Regions from separate parts of the Danio rerio genome. Here region 1 is linked to region 2. A link is a contact called in public HiChIP or PLAC-seq data. All regions are on one chromosome and are shown on one strand. The core of a region is the stretch at or near the end of the contact, and the rest is flanking DNA. Distances in the headings are between cores, read along the strand shown. Region 1 overlaps abr (ABR activator of RhoGEF and GTPase). Region 2 overlaps abr (ABR activator of RhoGEF and GTPase).

Region 1 (5,509 bases), core at 885-3,384, 50 kb after region 2:
ACACTTTAACCAGTCATCAAGGCCAAACAGGACTATGTGCTGCGTGTTTACTGCTTTATAAGGGGTATAATGTTTTTTTGAAAGGAGGAAGTACAGATTAAAGCTTCATCAGTGTGTTTTTGGTGTTTAGTTTTACTTCGGTCACACAGACAGGCTTTGTCTGTGTTTGTGTTTTGATATGATATTTAAAATAGCTGGAAATTTCCATACGAAGACTGTAGACTCATTATGACAGTTTTTTTGCTCATGTCTGTGTGTTTTTATGCTTTTTTTTTTGGGGGGGGGGTGTTTACTCATATAGTCTACTCATATTCATAGAGTACTTCTTTTAACTATGACTAGTGATCAATGTAACTGTTAAATTCATATTTTATAGAATTGTTCAGAATTTGCATTATGTATGCACTGGGAGTTAACGTGAACTAACATATTAATCTTATTTTTATTATTGTTAACAACAAAGACTAAACCTGTATTATTACTGCATTTAATTGATTTTTTGTTTATTTCTATAGCGCTTTTACAATGTAGATTGTGTCAAAGCCGCTTAACATAGAAGTTCTAGTAAATTGAAACTGCGTTAGTCCAGTTTGCAGAGCTGAAGTTCAGTTTAGTCCAGTTTAGTGTGGTTTAAATGTCACTGCTAAAAGTCCAAACAATGAAGAGCAAATCCATGTTCTGTCTCGCTACAATCGAGCCCGCTCTAAGATCTCAAACCACAGGGCTGTTGGTAGTACCTAGAATAGCAAAGTCTACTAAAGGAGGTCGAGCCTTCTCATTTATGGTTCCTAAACTCTGAAATAGCCTTCCTGATTATGTTTGAGGCTCAGACAGAACTTTTACAACATGGATTGTGTCAAAGCAGCTTTACATAGAACTTCTAGTAAATTGAAACTGTGTCAATCCAGTTTACAGAGTTGAAGTTCAGTTCAGTGTGGTTTACTTTTCACTTCTGAAAGTACAAACACATAAGAGCAAATCCATCTCCTCTCTTGCTACAATTCAACCGGCTCCTTAAGATCTCAAAAGTCAGGGGTTTTGGTAGTACCCAGAATAGCAAAGTCTACTAAAGGAGGTTGAAACTTCTCATTTATGGCTCCTAAACTCTGGAATAGTCTTCCTGATAATGTTCGAGGCTCAGACAGCACTTTTACAACGTGGATTTGTGTCAAAGCAGCTTTACATAGAACTTCTAGTAAATTGAAACTTTGTCAATCCAGTTTACAGAGTTTAAGTTCAGTTCAGTGTGGTTTACTTTCACTTCTGAAAGTCCAAACACTGAAGAGCAAACCAGTCTTCTGTCTTGCTACAATCCAACCTGCTCTTTAAGATCTCAAAACTCAGGGCTTCTGGTTGTGTCCAAAACAGCAATTTCTACTCAAGGAGGTCAAGCCTTCTCATTTATGGCTCCTAAACTCTGGAATAGCTTTACTGATAACGTTCAAGGCTCAGCTACACTCAGTTTGATGAATCTTTTTAGTAGTGTACTCAAAATGCATCATACAACGGTATTTTTCCATTGTTGTCAGTTACAATTACAATTACAATTTATTCAGTTTTTAAACAACATTAAGTTTATTGCTGTATTATTTTATTGTAATAAAATGTACAATAAATTAGCTTTTTTTGTAAATCAGCATAAATTAATGATATAGCGTTAAAAACAAGGCAGTACGTTGCTTAATTGTCATCACAATAATGGCATTTTGAACAAATAAATGTTAAAATATGTTGATTTGCTTTAAAAATGTTTAAATTATGTTTTTTTTTATTTTACATGTTGAATTAATTAATATTTCACCTATTCTGTGCATATTTGTTCACTGAAACAATGACTTGTTCAAACTACTTATTCAAAATGAGTTGAAACACTGGACAACTTAATTGTTTTATATTCAATCCCCTTAAGGAACTGTGTGGAACCCAGCGTTTTGCGTCTTCCATGTCTAGCTTTCAATTCCCAGAAATATATGAGGATAGCTAAATGTGATCTATTACCTTATTGATATACGAAAGTGCAATGGCAGTAAGAATAGCACAATATTGAGCATGACCTGCAGTAGATTGGCTCTGGCCAGTGCAGGTTGTTTTGACCCTGTGTTCATGTGCTGTAGGCAGAGCGGATGTGAGAGCCTGTTGACCCACATTCAACCAATTTCCTGCTCAGCAGCTCAACGGAGTCGTTATTTCCTCTGCTCTATTACAACAAGCCCCTTTATAGACAAACCAGTTAGAAGATCTGTGCAACTGATGCTTCGTCTTGTTGCATTAGTCTGAATTTTGCACCTTTGATTTGATCCAGTTTGTGTGTTTTCACATGGAAAGCAACACCGTTGTGACCAGGTTGAGTTATAATTGGTCTGTTGGTTATGATTGGCCGTCACGTTAGCAATCTTTAGGGAATGCCATGGTGACAGACGGGCTGGCCCCGCCCCCCGGGGTTTGCTTGTCAAGCAGGACTTTTGTTTACGTGCCATTCTTTGACCATGTGGGAGTGTGTGTCTTGACACAAACACACTGCATTTTCCATTTTAATGAAGACACGTCTCCTGTGAATACTGCTGAACTCATAAACACTTTAACAAGAGGTTTTTGCTCCCCTTTGTAGGCCATTTTCAAGTTTATGAGGGAATTATACTCCGTATTATTTTCAGCATAATTTTTGTGGTGTCATGTACCAAAAAAGGAGATAATAGTCAGCGTCAGAACATTGATATGTTTACAAATAGATTACATCAAAAAGAACATAAGTAATCTCAACAAACTATACATCAGTCTAAAGCTACAACCCTCAAGCAGCCATTGCTGCTAGATGCTTTTCAATGGGAAGCTTATAAGGAATGCATTTGCTAAATTTGTGTAAGTTGTACAGAAAATGCTTATTAAATATGAAGTACATATCATCGTAATAGCAAGACACACACGCGTTTATTGCTTTACATCACGGTTTATTTTGAAAGGTAAGAGTTCACCGAACAACACACATCAAACACATTTAGTCCACCGTCAAAATAGTGCTGAATTTTGGATGGCTATTTATTTGTTTATGTCACCATTTCTTCCTTAGACCTGTCGTTTACATTTTTTACTATGTTGCCTACGTGTGAGGTTAACAACATAGGCTTATTAGAAATACATGTTTCAGTCTACTGTACATTTGAATGCAGTTTCGAGCTAAAATTTAAGCTATGGAGGAGTTTGATCCCAACAACTTTTGTTCTTTTGCACATTAATGATATATTATCATCAAATAAAGGATTATTTTTGTGCAATTCTTTGCACGACACCAAATAAATACTAGAAAATGACTTTGTGCCTATAATGTGTTATTTAATACATTTGCCTCTCTTATCTATCTCTATATGAACAACTTTTCTGCTGTGGTCAGTTTGCTCGGTAGCTTAGCTTGTACGGTGTGGTACTTGTGATGCAGTGGGCTCTGGTTCAAGTCTGGTGAAGCACAGTTCCATGTACAACTGTGATAACAGTGCACTTTTCTTGTATGTTTGTTTTTTGAAAACACTAATGGTTGGGTTTATGGAAGGGTTTAGGCTGATTTATAGTTCTGCGTAAAGCGCACGTGTATGCTGTAGCTGATGCCAATGCTGATGTGCACCTTCCAAAAAATGTAAGTACATGTCGCAACGACGACGAGCGCAAGCTCTGTGATTGGTCAGCTTGGTAGCTGTGACCAGTGTGGGCAGATCCGAGAGCCGCAAAAGCCCGTTGGAGCGAGTGTTTACAAGTGTTGAGTCCCGTGAAGCAGCTCTAGATCAAAATTGTTAAATTGTTGTTTTGTGTTTACCTTATGGTTAATGTTGTTGCACATCCGCCGGTTCTCGCCTCTGAATCAGCGAGTTTTAGCTGCTTATACATTCAGGTAGCTTTCAGAAAAATTAAAACACCCACAAAGAAATTCGACACAGCCGAACATAAAAACCTACTCCCATTTTGAAAGTGTTATTGTAGAGCAAACCAAGCAGCACAAAGAAGAATAAATGCACAACCACGTGCAAGGCAGGCGCATTGGGTCTTGCTGATCACTTGACGCAGAGGTATAAACCAGCCTTTAAGGTCAGTGTTTTGTTAGCTGATCTGTACGACAAGCACCTGCTTCTAGTGGGCATGTACAAGAAGTATGTATATCTAAAACGTACGCCAAAACGTATCCTAAGTAATGTAATTTAAACTTGCAAAAATGTAGACAGCGCCCTCTAGTGGATTTACCATCTGAAACATGCAAGGTATTATCATTTTTTGGGGGAGGAAATAATGTCCTGAAGCACATATTTACAGTGAGATTCAGTGCTAGATTCAGTTTGTCAGATGATGGATGGAAGGGTAGATGGACGAATGGATGTAGATCATATTGGTAATATGTGCTCATCTGATTGCTTGGCATTGCAGTAGATGTTAATGTTCATGTCACCTCACCTAGCAAACTCACATAAAATATGAATGATTTCCAGTTATTGTTTTTTAAGGTACAATACTGGCAAGAAGTCACTAAGATATTTTCACTTACTTAGATCTTGCAATGTGAATCAGTATTACTAAATGACATCAATTGTGTGTGCGCATAAAATATAATTGACAATCATAGATAAAAACAACAGAGGTCATTTTGGACAAAAGCATCTGTCTTATGACTATATGTAATATTATAACGGAATATTATGCGGAATATAAATTTAATAATATTGATAATTAAAGTAGTAGGTGTGGTGCGCAATCTAATTTGAAATACTGTAACAAATAACAGCATGTTAAAGTGCCGGTATCAACCGTTTCAAGCATGCTTTTTATTTTGAAATATTTTATTATTAAATAGCTACTAGCATGTCTGTCCATCTGTAATGCTTGTTGCTCTAATTTACATCTTTGTGTTTCATTTGTCCATCACAGACTTTAACTACAACACTGATGGCTACGAGGGAGATCCTGCGGAGGACAGGAAGTCTCAAGATGGCTCAGAAACGATGCCCTTTATCGATGAGTCGCCCACCATGTCTCCTCATCTCTGCGCTCGAGGACAAGATGGAGAGGCCGTTTCTCCTACACCACCAGAAGGGCTGCTGTCTGGGGTACGAGTGCATCTTTCTATGTGTGTGTGTGTGTGATTGTGTTTTGGTTAAAAGAACTTAAAACCTCTTCTCTCCCCTGCCTCATCACACACCAACCCCTAAATATTATTAATTTTCAGTGTGACTCACACAAGTGAGTGGGCCTAACAGTGGGCCTAATGACAGAACTCTCATTTCTGATTGAACTTTTCCTTTAAGATGACATCATGCAAAGAGGATATGATAACGTCGAATCAGATTTGTTTGGAATTGAGTCTGCAATATGTTCTGCTAATATCTGAATGGATGCTGCACACACACACACACACAAACACTAACACACTTTAATCTAAGAGCACTGATCCTGCAGGAAGCATTCGGTTGAGGATCTGAGGAACTTCACTGTCTTTTTCACAAGGCTTTGTTGTAAATGTCAACTCACAATC
Region 2 (6,058 bases), core at 2,343-4,842:
GTGTGTGCGTGTGTGTGTGTGTGTAATTTTTATTTTAGTGATTCATACAAACCACTAGGAGTCGACTCTTTTATAGATGAATCAATAGTTTTAAACATGGCGCACTTTCAGATTTAAGCCTTAGCTGGATCTTTCACTTCACTCAGAGCTGTGTTACACACTGCATTTTCAAAAACCCATAATAGGGGCTCTTTAAAATTGCTTTTGAACATCTAAAAAATATTGAAATAATGCAAGTAATCACTTAAAATATATATGAACCAGTTCTAGTGTAATTTAGATATTTAAAAAAAAAAGTCGTACATATTCTGCTTTTAATAGGAAAATAAATACAATGTACAAATAAAAAATAAATACAAAGCTCTGTCAAATCAACCATATTTTAAAACCACTATTAAGCTAAAAATAATTGTTCCCAAGATCCCGAGTGTAAATGAAAGTAAAAGATAAAAGATGAACAAGACAGGAGAATTGAAGAAAAGAGGACTGAGTGAGAAAGCAAGCGAGAGAGAGAGAGAGAGCAAAAAAGGGAGGAGTGTCTCCCCTTCCCTTAGCAACCGTTGGCAGTGAGCAGCTCCAGCCTGTTGTCATACATGTGAGGAGCTGAAGCGACACACACACATACATTTACACTAAGCGTGGATCTCTCCTCAGCAACACACAGCGGCTCTGCATCTCCAACTCGGACATGTCCAAAACCCTCCATAAACACTAAGCAGATCAGGCGAGCGACGGAGAGAGTGAGAGAGAAAGAGAGTAAGAGACGAGCGAGCGAGCGGGCGTTTAGAAACGCAGCGCTGGAGGAGACGGCCGGCGGGGGGATGGAGCACCTGAGCACTCGCGAGCTGCCCAGGCTCTCCTGGATAGACACCCTGTACAGCAGTACGTACTTAATGGCTCTCTGCTCATTTGCAGCATCTCTGTTTGTGTATGATGTGTTGAATTCAGCTGGGATAATATGGTGATCATCAGCGTCTGCTGGAGGAGGCTTTTAGGCATCTTGTGTTTGTTGTTTGTTGAATGACAGTTTGTATTTTGATGACTGTCAGGGGTCATTACACTGTAAAAAACTGCTGAGTTGATTTGTATTTGGGACAACATGAAGGAATTAAGTTAACCTATTAGTTTTTTACATGTTTGAGTGGATTGAACATAAAATAATCAAGTTGTTTCACCCAAAAAATCAACAATCATGTTGTTTCAGCTCAATTTAAATAACAAACAGTGAATGTCATATTTTTGCTTGTTCAAACTACTTATTTGAAATTAGTTGACACAACACAATTCTTAAGTTTTTTTTTGGGACAACTTAATGATTCAATCCACTTTAGTTTGTTAAACCAGTTATGTTAACTTAATCAATTTGTGTTGGGTCTGTATGACGGAATTGTGTGGCGTGTTGAGGTGAAATAGTGCAATGGTATTCTTATCTAATACGTCTGTGTTTAAGAAGTATCATTGGATATGCAACTCCTTCATGCATTGGCTATTTATTTATTTATTTTTATTTATTTTTTATTTTTATTACTTTTCACCTCTTCTTTTCTAGTCGTCTGTTTTCTAGGTTGTCTCGATACTTGAATTTGGTACCGATTAGTAGTGAAATGTTAAAAACAATAATTTTTACATGTAATAAATACAGTTTATTTGATATGTATGTATGTATGTATGTATGTATGTATGTATGTATGTATGTATGTATGTATATATATATATTTTTTTTAGTATTAAAGTATTAAAATAATATAATATATTTTTAAAAAATACAATGATGAAACGAATGTATTTATTAAAAAAATATATTAAAATATTTTACGATTTAAGAAATTAAGGTAAAACATAACAAAATTGCTATAACTTAAAATTTGATTCAAAATTTGACTGAAAATACATAACTAAAAGTTCAGTCATATATTTTTACTTTTTACCTCTCCTTTTCTAGTTGTCTGTCTTCTAGATTGTCATGAAACTGGAATTCGGTACCAATCAGTAGTGAAATTTTAAAAACATCCATTTCCCGCTAACATTTGAGCGCTGTTGAGTGCGTTCCTAAACAATGTTAATTTTTCATTGTGTTCACATGCTCAACAGAAATGACTGTGATTGGCCATGAAAGTCAGTTCACTGAACTCACTGCTGTTTAGTCAAGTCAAGTCGAGCTTTAATGTCATTCCGCTACTTGTGTGGACAAACAGAAGAAAAGAAATGTTGTGTCTTGAAGGACAACGGTGCTACATAAATTAATCATAAATACAAACACAACACTGGACATAAGAGCTATTTAAAAAAAAATGCATAACTAACATATAGTAAAAACTTAAACTATACACATAAGACTGGCTATATAAGTACTGAGTGTATCCACAGATACAGGAACACTGGAGCGTTTTGAAGTTTAGCTGGTTTGTTTATAAGCTGACATACGAGCGATCCCCTGATGAATTGCAGCTTTAAAACGCTCCAGTGTCCCTGTGTTTGTGATTAAAGGTAAATCAGTGCTGTTTAAGTACGTACTCAACAGCGCTCAAATGTTAGCGAGAAATTTTTTGTATTGATTGGTATCCAGTATCGTGACAATCCTGTCTTCTAGTTCTGCTATCTGTGTCTATAGATCTAAAGCTAAAATGTTTCAAAATAGTTTTTATAATAAAAATAAAGCTAAAAAATCTAATAAATATAAGATGAAAACCTGCTTATACTTTGCGAAGGGTTGCTTTTCGTAACTACTTCAGAAATTGACGTGTATTAAAGCTGATTAGAAGTTACTATATGAAGACATTGAATTGAACGATTGATTGAATGAATGAAAAGCATGACAAAATTGCTATAACAGTTAAAATAAAGATTTAATTTGAAAATATATAAATAAAAGTTATAAATATAGAAATAAAAGTCTAATAAACAATAATAAATGATATATAATAAATGTAATAATAAATTACTAAACAATATGATATAAGTTATAATATTATAATATTATATAATATTAAATATATAATATATACCCACAAACACTATGTAATAATTTTTACTAATATTTAATACTATTATATATTTATATGTATCTTTTTTATGCTTTATCACATCTTGCTTTCTACTTATTTGTCCTTTTATTTCCCCATTTTATTTTTTTATATTCTCTCTTTTTTCCCTTATTTAATTTATTCCTTATTTTCTTTCTGTCCTTTTCCCTTTCTTCTCTCAACCTTTCATCTCTGTTTGTATATTGTATATTATATAATTTTCCTTCTTCAATGCCATCATTCTCTCCTTAATCATTCCAGCTTCCCTTTTTTTCCATCTGCATCTATCTCAATATATCATTTCCATTCACTTATTAATGGTGAACAATTAGTGAAAATAAATCAAACTTGCTTGCTTGAGACCCAAAGTACACTCTGTTCTTAAGAATATTCAAATGTTGTTGACTGTGTGCAATCAGAAGGGCTTTGGATGGAAGTCATGTGCGCAGAAGTGGTCAGCAGGGGTTTGTGGGTAATGCTGGAATGGGAAGATGCACTTGTTGTGGTTGTTTAGTCTGCCGTTCGTTTACTCCGGCTGTAAGGTTGAGTTACATAAAGAGCTTTCAGAAAACCACGTTAAATGGAGGAAAGACTGGCAGAAACTGGAAGGGGTGGAGGGTAGCAGAGAGAGAGAGAGAGAAAGAGAGAGAGAGAGAGGATTTCATTCACTATGGAAAATCCATTGAGGAGTTAACCAGAAATGGACTAATCCACCACAAACACCTCCCTCCCCACTTCATAATTTCACACTAAATTATATGAGATGTGTGCGTGTGTGTGTGTGTGTGTGTGTGTGTGTGTGTGTCTATATGATGTGATGTATAATTGGTAATTCAGAATAACAGGCGATCATCCCACAAGATGTTATCAGTTTCACCCCTGTTCCCCCCCATTTTGGTCTTTTGGTGTGTGTGTGTGTGTGTATGTGTGTATGAAAATACATAAATACAAGTAATATGAAACATTAATAAATCATATGTGTATTATAAAATAAATGTAATAATAAATTGCTTAACAAAATATGAAAGTTTATAAATTAATAAACAAATTTTATTATTATAAATGTATTCCTTTCAGGATTGTTTTAGAATAATTGTAATATAAAATATTTTTACTTAAAAAAAATAATCTTTATTAAATATATATTAAATATAAAGTGTATATATATATATATATATATATATATATATATATATATATATATATATATATATATATATATATATATATAATAAAATATAAATAATTTAATATGTAATAAATATTAAATATAAAATGAATATCAAATATATAATATAATTAAGTAATATATAATAATATTTTTAATATTATTTTATATAATATAAAATTATATATATATTTATATATATATATATATATATATAAAATATATATAAATAAAAATATAATATAAAAAATAATATAAAAATGTTTTTGTGTATTAAATATATTAAACATAATAATATAACATTATATTACATAATATAAAGTGTATATATTATCTAAAAAAATAAATATCTAATATATTATATATATATATATATATATATATTTTTTTTTTTATTTTTTATTTTTTTTTTATATTATTATTATTATTATTATATTGTATTTTATATTATTTGAATACATATTTTATATAATTAAAAAATTGTTAACAATATTTGATAGACAATAGATATGGTTTTACACTTTTGATTTATTTAAACCCAGAGGGTTTTATTTGTTTGATAAAATCTTAATCCACATGCATGATTGTTAATTATTCCATTTATTTACTGTGCAAATGCACATTTCTGGTCATACCATCAAAAGCACACATTGAGTTGCAATTAAAAGAACAAAAGAACAGCGAGACATTTCAGCGCTGATATGCAAACATTTATAGAGCTAAAATACCTCACAAGGATAAAACATCTCTTCACCCAGAGGCTTTCAGCTTTTGTCTGCTGTTGATGACCAATGAAGAGCCCCTTTAAAAACACAAACCCAAATTGCAGCCCTCTTCTGTCTCTGCCAGTCATGAGGTCTTTAACAAATTACCACATTGACTCATTAACATAAAACGCAAGCCTCATTAAGCGCTGCTGCAACAATAACAGCCTTTCTAGATTGATTTGACTCCTGTTTTTATTGTTTAACCCTTTTTGTTCAGTGTTCTCAAGGTACAGTCTTGTTAAAAAGAAAAAAAAGTACAGTCAATTAATAATTTATGGATGTCATTAAACATTAAAAGGCTTTCTTGCTTAATAAAGGATGTACATTTCAAATGCAGTGATGTTTCCATAGAGGCTAATATCAATGTTAGTGCGAGTGTATTAACTCCGGCGAATTTAATCATATTTGATTGGGTTTTCAGAACATGCCAATAGGGAATTCTTCTGAAAGCATAATAAAGTCAGTCATCAATATGATCATCTCTTTGTCGGTTTGTTTATCAGCCCATTTCATGCCTGTCAGTGGAATTTAAAATAAAACGATTACTTCTTGTTATTAAAGGTCCCCTGATGTATCTTGAAATGCACAGCTTTGTTCGTTGTGAGATGTAATTTCAACTGAAACATAAAGACATATCAAGTAGCGCCTCCTTTAAAAGAAATAGCCAATAGGAATTTGTTTATATCATTGCTTTGTTAGTCAGACTTGTATAGCTATAGCACATCATGACAGCCACAGTCTATAATAGCAATGCAGAGTCTGCCAAATCGCTTCGCTGCTTTAAAATACAGCATTCAGTGCAAAATTCAAATGGATCCAATACCATGTGCGAATTAAAGTCCAATTCCAGTCTTAATGGGGCAGGGTGCTTCATATACTAGATTTGATTGGTCAGAAGATGTGTTGAGAATCTGAAGTGTGCGGTGATGTCAAAGTATCATTAATTCTTATTGATGTAGTGCTAACTATGTACATTTTATATCTTTATTTTACACTATTAGACTTCGCAATAATTTTACAGTTATAATGCACAAACGACATTTAAACATGGTTAATATATACGTCTATTGCAGCGTTTAATTAGCCACAATGTTTTAATT

What was found. HiChIP or PLAC-seq counts read pairs in DNA pulled down with a chosen protein or histone mark.
Region 1: an H3K4me3 HiChIP or PLAC-seq map of embryo shows a contact between it and region 2, with 4 times the contacts expected there. The contact joins two enhancer-like sites. A contact is called at or near these places in 3 of 18 Hi-C or Micro-C datasets (caudal fin, embryo and hematopoietic stem cells) and 1 of 4 datasets of contacts at active chromatin or transcription factors (embryo).

What each region holds. Positions count from the first base shown.
Region 1 is chr5:68,387,072-68,392,580 of GRCz12tu, forward strand. abr (ABR activator of RhoGEF and GTPase) reads left to right here. Exons shown (of 23, transcript NM_001368694.1): 2 at 4,906-5,084. Among named protein-coding and RNA genes, the nearest start is that of abr, 96 kb to the left of the region's middle. Within about 2 kb of position 2,135, at least 7 of the 62 cell types and tissues checked have an H3K27ac peak or open chromatin away from gene starts, as enhancers often do.
Region 2 is chr5:68,335,584-68,341,641 of GRCz12tu, forward strand. All of the region lies in intron 1 of abr (ABR activator of RhoGEF and GTPase), which reads left to right. Among named protein-coding and RNA genes, the nearest start is that of abr, 45 kb to the left of the region's middle. Within about 2 kb of position 3,593, at least 3 of the 62 cell types and tissues checked have an H3K27ac peak or open chromatin away from gene starts, as enhancers often do.